2 separate regions of the Bos taurus genome follow, and region 1 is linked to region 2. The links are chromatin contacts, called in public Hi-C maps. All regions are on one chromosome and are shown on one strand. Each heading gives the region's core, a stretch centred on a gene start, on an enhancer-like site or on the middle of the called end of the contact. The rest is flanking DNA. Distances are from core to core; before and after follow the strand shown.

Region 1 (5,294 bases), core at 1,411-3,910, 77 kb after region 2:
AAATTCATTTTAGGTGAAATGTTCCTTCTCAGTGTAGATCAATTATTTTGTAATAACATTAGAGTTCTGTTGACTGGGAAATGGAAATAAGTGTGTGAGAGAATATTAATATGAAAAACAACCTTTTTCCTCCAGCTTTTTATTTTGAAAAATAGTTTGAGAGACTTCTTAACTTTAGGTTGCTTTTATGTTATAATGCAAAAGCTTTTAGTGTATATAGCCCTACCTCTTCCCCGGACTTTATCCATAATTTAGTCAATCTCAACAGTGTTCATATGTCAAAATTAACTGTTTTTGTTTGTTTTTGTAGAGCTGCTCTGGACAAGGCTACTGTGCTTTTGAGTATGTCTAAAGGTGGAAAGCGCAAAGACAGTGTTTGGGGCTCTGGAGGTGGGCAGCAGTCTGTTAATCACCTTGTTAAAGAGGTAACTATGGGGTATTGTCTTTAATTTATATGTATTCTTTAGGAAAATAAACATGCCCTCTAGCTTTTATGGACAAAAATTAAGTTCAGTCCTGCAAGTGAAAAATTGAATAATCCTTATATATATGGCTTTGTGCCCTTTTGCTATAAATTATACCACGACCATATAATCAATTAAATTTTTACTGTTTCCCTGACTTAAAAATAAGATTGTGTTAAGTTAAAGTGGCTTTCATGAAGAAAGCTATGTGGGAACCTTAGCGGAATACCTAGTCTTTTTCTTGGTATTTAAAAACTTTCAAACTGTTGAAGTAAGAGTTTCTATTTTGTAGTTATTTACTAAATGTCCATTTTTATAACCAGTTTGAAACTGGATGGTCTCAGATTTTGTTATGCATTATGAACACTAGAGTAGATCAGAGTGGTAGAATTTTTGTAAGGAAGTTCACTACTGTGAGAGTTGGACCATAAAGAAAGCTGAGCGTTGAAGAATTGATGCTTTTGAACTGTGGTGTTGGAGAACACTCTTGAGAGTCCCTTGGACTGCAAGGAGTTCAAACCAGTCCATCCTAAAGGAAATCAGTCCTGAATATTCATTGGAAGTACTGATGCTGAAGCTCCAATACTTGATGTGAAGTCACCTGATGTGAAGAGCTGACTCACTGAAAAAGACCCTGATGCTGAGAAAGACTGAAGGCAGGAACAGAAAGGAACGAGAGAGGACAAGATGGTTGGATGGCATCACCAACTCAATGGACATGAGTTTGAGCAAGCTCTGGGAGATGGTGAAGGACAGGGAAGCTTGGCGTGCTGCAGTCCATGGAGTTGCAAAGCGTCAAGACATGACTGAGCGACTGAACAGCAACAAATACATACTTTAAAAGAAAAAGTAATTGATTTTTGCATTAATACCAGATTACTCTCTATGGATTTTTTTCCTGGCAGCAAAATGATATTCTATATTAAACCAAAAATGTTTTACTCTTCTTCTTTGAGGATTTTAAAGAAAATTAGAAGATTTATATAGTACATGTGATTTTTATTTTTTAGTGTAGTCTTTTCATGTGAAAGAAGTAAAACTTTCTATATTCCCAGATGACATCATCTGTATACAGAAAATCCAAGTGAATCCTCAAGAAAACAAAAACACCAAACTGTTATAAAAGAATTCACTGTGGTTGCAGGATATAAGATCTGCATACAGAATTTAATTGTAGATCATCTGTATGCTAGCAATGAGTGAATGATTTGAAATGAAATTAAACAATTACATTGATAATAGCATAAAAATTAAATATAAAGGAATAAATTTAACAAAAGAAGTGCAAGTCTTCTGCACTAAAAATGATAAAACACTGTTGAAAGAACTAAGGTTTAAATAAGTAGAAAAATATCCCATGTTTATGGACTGAAAGACAATATTGCTCGGATGATAATGCTTGTCAAAGTTAATATTTTGAGAAACTGCCAAACTATTTAATGGTACGTGAATTATCTCAACAAAAATTAGTCAACATAAAAGCTGAAATAAAACTACCAATATATGAGTTTGAGGTTGACAGTATTTGGATATTCATTTATTTTATATGGAAGGATGAGTTGGACAGAGAGCACTTTTAGAAATATATACGTGTATTTATCATTCTCAAAAATGCATGGAACCAAATGAGAAACATTTAAATACTTTATATAACAAAGTTAAAAGTTCCATGCTTTAAATATTTATTTTCCTAGAGCATAATAGGAATTATTCATCAATCTGTATTCTGTTGATCAGATTTTATTTTTTATGGAAATATGTTGTAGAATTTGGAAGTAGAAGATATGTAAATAAGATTATTTTATTCAGTCAGCTAACATTCATTTGAGTGTCTGCTAAGTGCAGATGATTTTAACAGGCAGTGATAGGGGAGAACATTCCTAGTTGAAGTTCTTGTGCTGAAAAACTATCCTCTTTGTTTTTTTCTGGAGCCATAGATATTCTTGTGTGACTTTAAACAGAGTCAGGACTTGACCTCCTTAGCTGTAACTGGAAGCAGAATTGCTAACAAACGTTTTAAATGGGCCTCAAAACTTCAGTTTTAGAGGAAAGAGAACAGTATTTAGAGAATCTTTGCTCTGTCTAGTAAAGCCCTATTATCTCTCATTTTTTGGCTCCCACTGCAGTATTCCGGTTATCCTGGTGGAAATAAGTTTGTGCCACTTTAAAAAGTCATTTTGAGACTTCAGTTAGTGCCCTCTAGTGGTATTTAAAGTGACTTCTTTTTTCACAGGGAGCGTTGAAGCATGACCACAGCTCAGGCCATACACACGTCTACTCGTCAGTCTCAGTGATTATCAAAGCACACCAGAACACTGCATTATTCCCTTTATGATTTGCTTTTCAGTTGTGAAAAAATTCTGTTATGTCAAGACTACTAGACAACTGTTTGTGACCTACTTATACTTATTTACTATGTAATATATTGAGATGAGGGTAAATCTTCAGGCAAAGCAGAAGTTTTCAAAAATCCAGAACTAACATCTCAATTCTTAAATCTGATAGATTGATATGCTGCTGAAAGAGTATTTACTCTCTGGAGACATGTCTGAAGCTGAACATTGCCTTAAGGAACTGGAAGTACCTCATTTTCACCACGAGCTTGTATATGAAGTAAGATTACTTTGGCATTCCAAAGAGAATTATTGTGTTCCTTTTTGCACCACAGAGACTTAATGCTTCTTTAATAATACACATTTTTAAAAAATTACAATATTAAGGGAGAGTTCTATAATTTTTAATGGTTACATATTAGAGAAAAGAGATCTGATAGATTTTAGGAGCAGTTTCTTATATGAAAATGAGCAATAATTCAATCATTTATTCAATTTTTAGGCCATTGTAATGGTTTTAGAGTCAACTGGAGAAAGTACATTTAAGATGATTTTGGATTTATTAAAATCTCTTTGGAAATCTTCCACCATTACTCTAGACCAAATGAAAAGAGTAAGTATAACATTTTGAACCATGTTTAGGCTGATATCTTAAATTTTGTATGCTTGAATACAGACTGAGGTGTCAATGAAACTTTCTTTCTGGTTTATTTAGTAATGTTATGCCTTTTTCTATATTTTTTAATGGTACTGTTTAGTTTTGAACCTCTTACAGCCATTTCCTGGGAAGTTGTAAATACGTCAGCTTTTTTTTAATCTAAATTTTAAAAATGTGTGTGTGTATGTTCTTCCTCAAGAGTTCTAAGATATGATAATTTGGTTATATCTAAGAGTCAGACACGATTGAGCGACTTCACTTTCACTTTTCACTTTCATGCATTGGAGAAGGAAATGGTAACCCACTCCAGTGTTCTTGCCTGGAGAATCCCAGGGAAGGGGGAGCCTGGTGGGCTGCCATCTATGGGGTCGCACAAGAGTTGGACACCACTGAAGCGACTTAGCAGCAGCAGCAGAGAGAAACAAACTTGTAACAAAAGTACTTGATTTATTCCTATTTTATTGTATGCATTGTTATTAAAATGTTGGTAAGGTTCTTATTTGCCTTTTATTTTTTTTAAAATGTAGTAAATGTATTACAGTAGATGGAGAAATGTATCCAGTGTCCATTGTCTGCTGGAAGCTCTTTTGAGAGAACAGTTTTAAATATTCTGTAACAAATGTACTTAACTCTCTGTACTTTTCAAGGTTCAGATCTGACTTCAGTCTAATTAATATGACCACTTGGACTTAAATATAGCTTGATAACAGTGATGGGTTACATGCATTATGTATTTTATATGGGCTAACACTTCTGTATATAACTTCATTGTTCTAGGGTTATGAGAGAATTTACAATGAAATTCCGGACATTAATCTGGATGTCCCACATTCATACTCTGTGCTTGAGCGATTTGTGGAAGATTGTTTTCAGGCTGGAATAATTTCCAAACAACTCAGAGATCTTTGTCCTTCAAGGTACTTTATTTACTTTCTCAACATCAAATACTGACTGAGGTACTTAAGGTTAAGCTAATTTTCTGTCATTCTGTCTGAAAAATAATAGTATCTTCCCTTTAGTTACTCACTAGTGGAAAATCATCTGAGTCTATGGAGAAGCAAGCATGAAGCTTTTTCTCTTGTAAATCTGTACAGGACTATCTCATGAAGCCCCAGTTCACTGGAAAGAAGCTAATTTTGTGGAACAAAATGTGTCTTACTCTGTTCTGAGTAGATTATTTCAGAGTAGATATTAATCAGTAAGATGAAAAAAATTGAGGCTTATGACAGTGTAATGTACCTTTTCTAAGGTTACACATAGTAAAAGCCAAGGATGGATCCAGACTTTTTCCGGCTTTAAAGGTCTATGCTCATTCCTATTGGAGAAGGCAATGGCACCCCACTCCAGTACTTTGCCTGGAAAATCCCATGGATGGAGGAGCCTGGTAGGCTGCAGTCCACAGGGTCACGAAGAGTTGGACACGACTGAGCGACTTCACTTTCACTTTTCACTTTCATGCATTGGAGAAGGAAATGGCAACCCACTCCAATGTTCTTGCCTGGAGAATCCCAGGGACGGGGGAGCCTGGTGGCTGCCGTCTGTGGGATCACACAGAGTCGGACATGACTGAAGTGACTTAGCAGTAGCAGCAGCAGCAGCAGCAGCAGCAGCTCATTCCTATTCTGTATGTAGGTTCCTTTTGATCCTTCACAGAATGGAGAATTGGGGCTGATTGCATTTTACTTCTCTAGAAAGTGTATGTGTGTGTGTGTGTGTGTGTGTGTGTGTGATTCTTTGGAGGTATATGTGCTAGTAGGATCACACTCTTTAGGAGTTGATGGATTTTTTGTTATTGTTAAAGCTTAAGTTTATATTGTAATAGATATAAAAGTTTAGTAA
Region 2 (4,850 bases), core at 1,671-4,170:
CTAGGGCTGCAGCTGTGAGTCAAAGCTAAAATGACTCTTAATTGCACGGAGCTCATGGTCTCGTGAAAAACACGCTCATAAAATAATTCCTTCATTGAACAGATGAGTATGAGTGTTAAGTGTTAAGGAGGTGGAGGATGCAGTGCTATCAGTGCCTTTAACAAACTAGAGGCTTTCCTGGGTTAGGATGTGCCTGTTGAGATTGAAAGGAATGGTGGGAATTTATTGGGTCAAAAGGAAGGAGAACAGACAGAGGGAATATCATGTGCAAAGGCCCTGTGGCTGGAGACCAGTGTTGCTGGAGCAGAGAGAGCCAGGGATAGAATGGTGGGAGGTGAGGCTGATGTGTCAACGAGAGACTTCATCATGCAGAGCCTTACAGGCAGGTTGAGGGGTTTTGTCTTTATCCTAAGTTCTAGGGGAAGGAAATGAAGCATTCAGGCAGGAAGGTGCAGGGAGGATATAATTGTTTTTACATTTTGGAATCGTCATTCCCGAGGACCTTGGGGAGAACACACTTGGGAGGAGGCTGCCGAGCAGAAGGGGAGACCAGTTAGTAGGTGGTTTAGCAGTGACCCCAGCCCTGTGGTGACAGCACTGCCTGCAATAGTCAGGACCTAATACTTTGCTCCCTAAGCTGGTGGGTGGGGATGGGGTGGGGCGCGAGGGCATTGGTTGCCTTTGTCTGTTCCCTGTAAGCTGCTGTCACCTGGAAATGGTCCCAGGTCTAGGGATGCCCTGAAAGGCACTGCGGTGTGGCCTTTGCCTGCAGGGATGAAGGGCAGGAGGTCCTTCTGGCGAGGGGCTTTCCAGAGGCTGGGTTGTCCCTGCCTCTCCCAGCTAGAACTGGAGGGAGTCTCTTTACTGTGTTGATCTGGATATGTGGCTGCAGAAACTGCCTGGGAAGGGTACAGGCTGTTTATTTTGACAAGAGAGGGCAGTGGGTAATTTATTCAGGAAAAATAAAGAAAAGTGGCCCCCTGTTGGTAGAAGCTCTGGGTTCTGAGGGCTAAAAAGGCATTTGGAGCTGCTTTCAGCTCAGGTCAGCTCAGAAGGCTAGAGCAGAGATTCTGCTGCAAACACTGGAAAGAGCAAAGACTTGAGGATTTCAACTGTCTTTCCCTGTCCAGTCATATCTAGTTAAACCCGTCAGCCCTGAGCTCCCAGCCAGGCTGGCTCCTTGTCAGCAAAGAGAGGTGTGTCTGCTCGTAAGAAATCAGAGCGAGAGTGGTTTACTTTGAGCCAACCTCAGCCAGAGTTGTCGAGAAAATGCAGCTTGCTCCCAAGAACATCCGGGAACACTCATTGCTTTGGTGGCCAAAGTTTAAGTCATGGGAGAATATCCTCAAGCTTCTAAAATGGGGGTTGGCAAATGTTTTTCTACAAAAAAAAACAGAGAGTAATTATTTTCAGCCATGTGGGCAAGTACGCTAAATTGAGGATATTATGTAGGTACTTGTATCATCATTTAGCATGCAACTGTTTAGAGATGTGAGAAGCATTGTTTAGTTCACAGACTGCACAGAAAAGAGGCCCTGGGTCAGATTTGGCTTGAGGATGGGAGTTTAATGACCCCTGTTTTAAAGGCGGGTCAGAGACCCTAATTCTCAAAGCAAACACCTGCTTCAGTTGTTCACTTTCCCAGACATGAGTGCTAGCATGAGGGACTTAATCTGAGGGAAGGGGGAGGAAGGAAGGTGGGAAAGGATTGCTAGCTGGGGCGATAACTCTAGGACAGACATAAGTCAAAAGTGAGGTGACGGGGCCCTGATTGGATGACAACACGCTTCCTAACCCTAAGTGGCCTGGAAGTGATTTTTTTATGGCTAATACAGATCTGTTATGAGACGTCACCATGATGGTTATGAACCCCAGGATCAGATTCCCCTTGTCCCCTTTATTCACCCTGTCTACAGATATCATGGCTGCAAAAAGTATCCAGTTTGCCAGGGATTTCTATCTCCCTAAAGTCCTCAGGGAAAACATTAGTGAAACATCTCTCTGCCTCCGTTTGTCTGTGTGACCTCGAGCAAGTTACTTAACCTCTCTGAGCCTCAGTGTCCCCATCTGTAAAAAGAAGACGATAACAGCCCCTGCCTCCAAGGGATTTTGTGAGGATAAAGGAAGTGATGTGTGTGAAATGCATCTGGCATCATTAGTTGTTCTCAATAATGTTCTTTTTCTCCTGGTGTGCCCTCTGTCATTGTTCACTATTGATTTGGTTTGTTCTGTGCTTCCTTTGCTAAGGCTGGAAAAGAGGAACAGGATAGCATGGAAGAGAGTCCCCCGTCAGTGGGCAGACAAGAGAAGGAAACAGAGTCCTCCGATACAGAAAACAGAAGGGCAAGGAAGGTAAAGTTTGTGCCAGATGCTGGCAGTGTAGCCACATCGGCACAACGGCTCTGGGGCACCAAGTCACAGGCCTCCCCAAGTCATAGGCCTTCCCGTGCTGCCTGGGGGTGACCTGCTTGCTGCATGGCATGTGTCTGAGACCCCAGCAGTGGGTCCATGAATGAAGCCAGCACTTTCTGGAGTAATGGCTTCACCTGGGACCTTTGCACAGTCTTTATTGAAGAGATCTTTACCACCTGCCTGGGCTCTGTCTCCATCTTCAGGAACTTGGCTGTGCTCATAAGAGAAAGCATGTGCCCACAAAAGACTCCAGGCTACAGAGCCAGACTCCCAAAATAGGCAGGTCCTGGGGAGGGGCTGCAGGCAGAAGGGGGCTTTGGGTACTCAGGCTGGGGCCCTGACCTCAGTAGGCCCTGACGCTGGGATTAACCAAACATCTCCTGTGCTTGTGAAGATTATTTTACTTAATTAAAATGAAAAACCCAGTCACAGGGCTGGGGCTGCCACAGCAAAAAGAAATGTCCTTGGAGCGTGGCCAGCTTCATGCCTTTCCAGTCAGAAGAGGCAGGGAGATGAGTATCACTGGCTGGAAGCTGATCTCCTAAATCTGGCTGCCGGGCCTCTGGGCCACTGGGGACGTGAGGGAAAGTCTCGGGAGGAGCCAAGTGTGAACTGTGGCTATGGAGGGTTGTACCCTTGCTGGGAGAGGGTGTTTGGGGGGACCTTGTAAGGGCTTCGCTGCAGTTACATTTAGTGATGCCCTGCAAGCAAGGTGATGCGTTTAGAGCTTATAACTTATTCATTCAAAAACTCTCTCAAAACTTAAAAAAATAAAGTTTCTAGAAATTAATCATAAAAAGATGAGCAGAGATTATTATCTATTAATAGGAAGTATGTGGAGCTTCTCTGGTGGCTCAGATGTTAAAGAATCTGTCTGCAATGCAGGAGACCCAGGGTTTGATCCCTGGGTCAGAAAGATCCTTTGGAGAAGGGACCGGCTACCCACTCCAGTATTACTGCCTGGAGAATCCCATCGGCTATAGTTCATGGGGTTGCAAAGAGTCAGACGCAACTGAGTGGCTAAGCACCAGTATGGAGTGCTTCACGATAGGAAGTAGGCTAAATACATTTGACTGGAATCCTACATGGGCGTTAACAGTTACGGTAGAGATGTAGATTCTATGATATAGAAGCACCTCTAAGCCATAATACCAAATAAAAATGTAAGCTACCCACAGCTGAAAACAAAACAAACAAAAAGCCCTATCTTTTTATTGAACACCTGTTTATGTACCAGGAGTTGAGATTCTTTGTGCCACTTGGTGGGTTAAGCATTAAGGGCTTACTCCAACTCCTGTGCTATTTTGAGGCCCATCCTAGGGATGAATCAGTGATGAGAGATTGAATGGTTTACAGCTCCTAATTACCCAGGTAGCAGTAAGATTGCGCAGCATCTTTCCGGTTTGAGGGGCCCTGTGGTCACAATTTGCACCCTCTTCTGGTTAAATACTAAGAACCAAGCCTCAGCCACCCTCTGACCTCCATCCGCATTTTTATTCAGGAGCAGGATTCGGAGAGTGGAAGTGAGGCTGAGGGTGAGAGCTGGTACCCCACGAACATGGAGGAGCTGGTGACAGTGGATGAGGTAGGGGAGGAAGAAGATTTTATCATGGAACCAGACATCCCAGAACTAGAAGAGATTGTGCCCATAGACCAGAAGGACAGAATCTCTGCAGAAATATGTCCCTGTGTGACAACTGCCTTAGACCTGGACTTTACCAAAGGTTTCGCCAAGGAGGGAGTCAAGACCATCGGGAATGGGGCTGGAGAAATCAGCCTCAAGTCGCCCGAAGAACTGCCTTCTGCTTCAACGGGCTGTCCCAGTGACATGGACGTGGAGATGCCTGGCCTAAATCTGGATGCTGAGCGGAAGCCAGCTGAATGCGAGACAGGCCTCTCCCTGGAGGGCTCAGATTGCTACGAGAAGCCCGCAAAGGGAGGAGAGAGCTCAGATGTTCGTCTGGCCCCTCCACTTCTGCAAATGTCTTCCCCCAAGCCAGCAGAGGAGAGGGCCTGGCAGCCCGGCCCGTTTCTCGATGACTGCAAGGCCAGGGGGACCCCCGAAGATGGGGCTGGTGAAGGCAGCCCCCTGGAGGAGAAAGCCGGCCCCCCCACTGAAACCGACCTCCAAAGCCAGGCTTGCCAAGGAGCGTCGACCCCGGGTAACTACCTCCCTTTTTCCTCCCTTTTTCTCTGTCGGTTGGGTTGATCTGACCACTGCTTCCCTGGAGCGGTGTGTGGGCAAGTGCAGGCTGGAACCAACAGAAGTCAGGGTTCAGCCAGTGTGAAAGCTGGTGCAGGAGGCAAGCTGAAAATCCTGATTAAACTGCTAGAGCTTTGAGTCAGTGGTTAGCTCTTAGCTTTTAGGTAGGGGACGTTGGGTAGGAGATCGCACATTTTCTGAAAAGCAGACTCAGATGGGACGTACTTCTTTGCCT

What was found. Hi-C and Micro-C count contacts between places; a contact is called where the count stands out from the background.
Region 1: a Hi-C map of skeletal muscle shows a contact between it and region 2, with 4 times the contacts expected there. The contact joins two enhancer-like sites. A contact is called at or near these places in 3 of 11 Hi-C or Micro-C datasets (blastocyst, liver and skeletal muscle).

What each region holds. Positions count from the first base shown.
Region 1 is chr26:31,454,916-31,460,209 of ARS-UCD2.0, forward strand. It overlaps PDCD4 (programmed cell death 4), which reads left to right. Exons shown (of 12, transcript NM_001083647.1): 8 at 311-425; 9 at 2,970-3,077; 10 at 3,300-3,410; 11 at 4,233-4,372. Among named protein-coding and RNA genes, the nearest start is that of MIR4680, 4.9 kb to the right of the region's middle. Within about 2 kb of position 2,661, at least 3 of the 102 cell types and tissues checked have an H3K27ac peak or open chromatin away from gene starts, as enhancers often do. A contact at or near this core is called in skeletal muscle, where this site is marked.
Region 2 is chr26:31,378,026-31,382,875 of ARS-UCD2.0, forward strand. RBM20 (RNA binding motif protein 20) reads left to right here. Exons shown (of 14, transcript NM_001192613.3): 10 at 2,248-2,352; 11 at 3,914-4,574. Among named protein-coding and RNA genes, the nearest start is that of PDCD4, 56 kb to the right of the region's middle. Within about 2 kb of position 2,921, at least 20 of the 102 cell types and tissues checked have an H3K27ac peak or open chromatin away from gene starts, as enhancers often do. A contact at or near this core is called in skeletal muscle, where this site is marked.